Regions from separate parts of the Zea mays genome. Here region 2 is linked to region 1. The links are chromatin contacts, called in public Hi-C maps. All regions are on one chromosome and are shown on one strand. Each heading gives the region's core, a stretch centred on a gene start, on an enhancer-like site or on the middle of the called end of the contact. The rest is flanking DNA. Distances are from core to core; before and after follow the strand shown. Region 1 has its middle 160 kb from the start of TRNAK-CUU. Region 2 holds the start of LOC100383547.

Region 1 (2,993 bases), core at 333-2,832:
GGAGTAAAGTGCAAAACGTTCACATGAGTTCAAAAGTTCAAGTGCTGCAAAATAATGGTTTTGAGCAAAGTTTGGATCCTTGTTTTATATCCATGAGAGTTTTGCAATAAGTCACTTTGACAAAGTGGTAGGGTTACTATAGTAGTATCAAGTTACTTAAGTGACCTAGCCCTAAACCATATGAAACCTAGTGCAAAGCACGTCTAAAGTATGGATATCAGACTGGAAGCTTTACTAAAAACATGAATTCAATGACATTTCCTTAACTTTTGAGCCGTTTTATGCTTGATCAATTGAGAAAATGACTATGATCCTTATGGAAAACTTGAAGCCCTTACATTGGTGAGCAAACTTCTTAGAAGCAGTTGGGTCCAGTGTCGTGTGAATTTTGGAGAAAAAGGCTCCCAAACTTGGCCTATCAGACAAACCAAATGGTGTTTAGACACGAACAATCAACTGAAGAAGATCCTTCTTGCCGCTGGTGTGTCTTGCGCCATGATCCATGCTTGGCGCCGTGATTTGCGCAAGTCTAAGGACAGCGTGTACACGGTGAGTAAAAAGATCGGCAGAAGGGTGAAAAGATCTCGAGGGGGTTGAATTCGGGCTCTGCGCTGTCGTGCTCACATGCCAGCGACGTGGTCGAGCGGCCGTCACCTTGGTGGCTGCCGGCTTCCTCGGTTGTGCCACGCCAGGGATCAATTCACCATGTCGCCATGACCGTGTTAGATAGCAAGTTACCCCTTCGTGAGCCATTGCACTACTGCGCACCACGAAGCATAGACCAGTGAAAAATCTTGCCGCCATGGAGTTCAATCCCATCTCAAATTCGCAAAGCAGGTGGCCAATCCTTTTAAATTGAGTGCCCTCTCTGCTCTGCCTCTCTATTACGCACCTAGCCCGCTGCTCACTACTTCGTTTCATCCACCATAGCCTAAGCTTACCGGGATTTCCCGAGAACGGTCACCAGCACTGCTGTGATACACCTTGATGTGGCCAGAGTAATCCAGGTTGGTTCATTCCTCTTTGGTCAATGTTCTTGTGTCCTTAGGATCTTCTTTTGCCCACTAGCTTGATCGATTGAACTCTACAGTAGTAAACTAGCTGGAACACCGACTTGTCATCACCGAACACTGCCGTGGACCATCGCCACATGGATAGCCAACCCGGGCTTTCCTCCGGTTGTCCCTGCCGCTGTTCCCAAGTTAGACATGCTTGTGATGCTCACTTTGTCCCTAATTTGAACTCTACCCCACCCAAACCCCGGAACCGAGCTTGGTCATCCTCGGTGTCCGCCATGAACGTGAGTAGCCACGACTATGAACCAAGGGGCTCAATTATCCTTGGGGTAAGGGTCGGTTAGGCTCGGAAATAGGGCTCAGGTGATCGCTACCTCGAGAGGAGGTCGCCGACAACATCTTCAGGTAGCCTCGGCTAGGTGTTCGACCGGTGTCTGACCGAGGGCTCGAGTTTGTGAAGGAGAAAAGTAACGGAGACGTTTAACTAATGTGTTGGTGAGACATATGGATAGAGCTCAAGAATTCCTTACTAGTTATTCGAATACCCAGGGGGCTCGATGCAAAGTAGTATGCAGGCGCGGACGTGCGCGCGATCTGCGTGGGTTTGGGCCACCTTGGCCCAGTTTCGGCCCAATTCTGTTTATGAGTTTTTCCTTTTCTTTTTACTAATAGCTTGTGAAATCCATTAAGAATAGTAGAAAGGTGATAAAAACATGGGATTTTTATTTCAAACCATAAATTATGTAGCATTTAAAAGTACTTAAGCAGAGCCTCTTAGAATTTTAGAAATAGTTTAATAGTCATAGAAATCATAAAACTTTTTGGGTAGACTTAATATGTTTGTTTTAAACCTTAAGTGAAGTTTGAACTTGTTTGGACACTGTTTGACTAGGAAACCAATAATAAGTCCAAAGAATTAAACCCTTTAATACCAAGTGAGATTAGGAGTAGTTTTGCAAGTAAAAACATGCAAATCATAAACTTACTACAACTTGGTAGCCTAAGAAGATTAGTTGAGTTAACCTTAAAGGGTTATTGTAAGGCCCAAAATCTGTATAATAAAAAATAATAATAATAAAATAAATATATGAGGAGATAAAATAGTAGATTCAGATATCTCAAATTATACTTGAGTATTGAAAATTGAGGACTGAATTTTGAAAACCAAGAATTATTTTAGAAAAGAAGTAATGGAAAAGCTTTCTATTCTAAATGATTATGCATTTTAATGATGATGCTCCATAAGCATTTATTTACATGAATATTTAATTTTGAAGTAACTTTTAACTCTTGTCCCACATTCAAAATACTATTTTTCTAAAAAGAAAGAAAACAATATGAGAGTGTTTCATATTTCAAACATCTACCAAACAAATAAAATATTTGAAATAAACATATATCTATTGCATCATGTTGGAGTTTAATTGTGTGTGCATATATTAGTAATAAAAATCTATAGAAAGACATCAATGTTCAAATTGGGAATTTAGTCCTAAATTTGGAATTCTAGAATTGGAGAAAGAGAAGCATTAGTTATCACAAAATAAATATAAAAAATAAATAAATTCACCATGCCATGTTTAAGTTGGGCAATTAATGTGAAAATAAATCTACCACGAAATTTGAATTTAAATGGGAATCTAAATTATGAATTTAGAAATAAAAAGGAAAAGAAAAGAAAAGAAAAGGGGAAATATAAAAGAAAAAGAGAAAACACCCTCCTGGGCCGAAACCCTGCGCTCGGCCCACCAATCATGCCCGAGCGCAGCCCACCCAGGCCTAACGGGCGCGCTGACAGACGGGGCCGTGCGTCAACCTCACCGTGTGAGTCGTTCACGAACGCAATGCAATCTCCGTCACTGACCAGTGGGGTCGACCCATAAGATCCCTTCTTCTAGCTTCGGTTGTTGCGATTTGCACGCCGTAGCTGCCGCTGCCTCCCCCTGGCTCGAACTGGCCGAACCCTCCGAACTGCGC
Region 2 (2,993 bases), core at 322-2,821, 240 kb after region 1:
CTGAGAAAATGGTACTCGGTCCTTGTTAGTGCTTTTATCGAACTAGATCCGACGGACTGATAGTTTATTCCGATTTAAGTGTATCATTACCCCTAAGACGATACATGAGCACTTAAGCTGGAATAATCTGGGCAGTTCCGCCACAGCCTTCGCCTCTATCAAACGTGGCGTCACATGTGGTAGGGTCTGGTAGTGCACTGGACCAGTCCAGTGCCACTAACAAGATAACTTTTCGTCAAAATGGTCACTGATCTCACCAGCATGGCAGAAGTCTCGTGGTGAGTTGGACCTATACTGTAGGCGGTCAGGTGCATCCACAAAAAGTGCAGTTTTGGGGATTGTTCCCAACTTATATTTGGGTGGTTGAGGGCTATAAATATACCCTCAACTAGACTATTCAATACACAAGAACTGAGCAATAACTCCTACAAGTTAGAGTAACACTCCCAAGAGATAAAAAGCCTCACAAGTGCCACAATAGAGAGAATTAAACAAGTGACAACCATTCTAGTGTTATTTGTGATAGTGCCTTATGAGAGAGCAATGGAGAAGAGTGTGTGCTATGGTCTTGTGCTTCGAGTTTTTTTGACTCACATTGAGATTATAAAGCTAGCAAGAGCCTCCAAACTTGTGGAGCGCCTTGCAGAGGCTCTGGTCACTCGATCGAATTGAGAAAAGTGAGAGGACTCAAGTTTGATCTTCGGAATCGTTTGAGAGGGTGTAAAGAGACCTAGTCCCTTGGGACATCTCAACAGAGACTTAGGTTTCATTTAGAAACCGAACTCTGGTAAATAAATTGTCATGTCACTTGTGTTTGTATGATTGAGATTTGTTTTTCCTCTTCCTCTCTAAGTTCTCTTGCTTTGATCTTTAATTCAAATCATTTGTGTTGCTCCCAAATTTATTCCTCACTCATTAGAGCAACAATTTCAAGAAAAACTTATCCCCCTAATTTCGATTAACTTACCACTTGCTCTAACCGACTAATTTGGGATCAAGTTTTGGTTAAATGATTAAATTTTAGATTTCGTCTATTCACCCCGCTAGATGGCTATCAACTTGTTCAAGCCAACGACTGGTATTAATGGTTTAGTAGCAAGTCATACAGTCGAATTAAATATTGACGTCTTTAGTCCTAATTACCCAATATAGATTGGGGGATCTGGTGCCGTAGTCAGTTTTTCAATCGGTATTATTGATGTCCTTTTCTACAGTACGCTAGAGTGAGCTAGTAACCTCAGCTTTTACTTTGTGAACTTTAGTCGCTTTCAATATCAATATAAGCATAGGTATAACTTGTAACCCAAAAAAATTTCTTCTTTCGCCCACGTGTGGACGTGGCAGATTGGCGGCACCACAGAATTAGCTATCACACGCCTCCACCCCACACGCTCTATCATCAAGTCCGCAGCATCCCGACGAACTCCTGGTGTCCTGGCCTGCACCCAAAATATCCATATCCTTCCGCCGGCTGCCAAATAATCTCTTTCTTGCCGAGATCGGCGCGTATATCTTTTCCGGTGTCCGATGATTCATGCATTAGCAATTTTTGACTCGTGCGTGCGTGACTACAGTTGCATGCTATGGCCATGGTCACCACTTCGCCGGCAACTGTGCAGCCATCATCATGCAAGCACACGAGCCGCGGCGCGGCGCGGTGCTGCCCTCCTCCTCTGCTGTCCTGGAAGACACGAAGCTTTGGGCAGCAGGTGACGACAAGGGCCACGGCGGCGAGCTCCCGTGGGCAGCCCGCGGGCGTGGCACAGGCAGGGGGAGAAGAGGGCGACAGTATCAGGCGGCTGCAGAACGGGTCGGACGTGCGGGGCGTCGCGCTGGAGGGCGAGAAAGGCCGGGCCGTGGACCTCACGCCGCTGGCGGTCGAGGCCATCGCCGAGAGCTTCGGGGAGTGGCTGCGAGAGGAGGAGCTCCGGCTCCGGGGCCAGGAGCCCGAGCAGCTGCGTGTGTCCGTCGGCCGCGACCCGAGGCTGTCGGGGCCGCGGCTCAGCGCGGCGCTCTTCGCGGGGCTCGCCAGGGCGGGCTGCTCCGTCTTCGACATGGGGCTCGCCACCACGCCGGCCTGCTTCATGAGCACCATACTGCCACGCTTCAACTATGACGGCTCTATTATGGTAGTGAAGTAATGATACGTATTTTACGTTTGCGTCGTGTTGGTGTGCGTGCATGCCATGCAATGCATGTGTTTCACTTGTCAATTACTACGTTCGGATCGGAGTTGCATGCATGCAGATGACGGCGTCACACCTCCCCTACACCCGCAACGGCCTCAAGTTCTTCACCAAGCGCGGCGGGCTCACCTCCGGCGACGTCGAGAACATCTGCGACCGCGCAGCGCACAAGTACGTGGCGCGGAAGACGGGAGTCGGCGGCGGCGGCAGGGGCACGCCGCCGGTGGTGATGCGCGTGGACCTGATGAGCGCCTACGCGCAGCACCTCCGCGACATCATCAAGCAGCGCGTGGCGCACCCGACGCACTACGACACCCCACTGAGGGGCTTCAAGGTGGTGGTGAACGCGGGCAACGGCTGCGGCGGGTTCTTCACCTGGGACGTGCTGGAGAAGCTGGGGGCCGACACCACGGGCAGCCTCCACCTGGAGCCCGACGGCAGGTTCCCCAACCACATACCCAACCCGGAGGACGCCACCGCCATGTCGCTCACCCGCGGCGCCGTGCTGGCGCAGGGCGCGGACCTGGGCGTCGTTTTCGACACCGACGTGGACCGCAGCGGCGTCGTGGACGCCGGGGGCGCGGCCATCAACGGCGACCGCCTCATCGCGCTCATGTCGGCCATCGTGCTGGGCGAGCACCCGGGCACCATGGTGGTCACCGACGCGCGCGCCAGCGACGGGCTCACGAGGTTCGTCGAGTCCAGGGGAGGCCGCCACTGCCTGTACCGCGTCGGCTACCGCAACGTCATAGACAAGGGCGTGCAGCTGAACGCCGACGGCGTGGAGACGCACCTGATGATGGAGAC

Evidence for each region. A called contact is a pair of places that touch in the nucleus more often than the background predicts.
Region 2: a Hi-C map of leaf shows a contact between it and region 1, with 5 times the contacts expected there. The contact joins the promoter of LOC100383547 here to the enhancer-like site in region 1. A contact is called at or near these places in 2 of 25 Hi-C or Micro-C datasets (ear and leaf).

What each region holds. Positions count from the first base shown.
Region 1 is chr7:82,693,594-82,696,586 of Zm-B73-REFERENCE-NAM-5.0, forward strand. No RefSeq gene overlaps it. Among protein-coding and RNA genes, the nearest start is that of TRNAK-CUU, 160 kb to the left of the region's middle. Within about 2 kb of position 1,583, at least 9 of the 20 cell types and tissues checked have an H3K27ac peak or open chromatin away from gene starts, as enhancers often do. A contact at or near this core is called in leaf, where this site is marked.
Region 2 is chr7:82,934,328-82,937,320 of Zm-B73-REFERENCE-NAM-5.0, forward strand. LOC100383547 reads left to right here and starts at 1,572. Exons shown (of 5, transcript NM_001368208.1): 1 at 1,572-2,129; 2 at 2,248-2,993. The coding sequence starts at 1,584.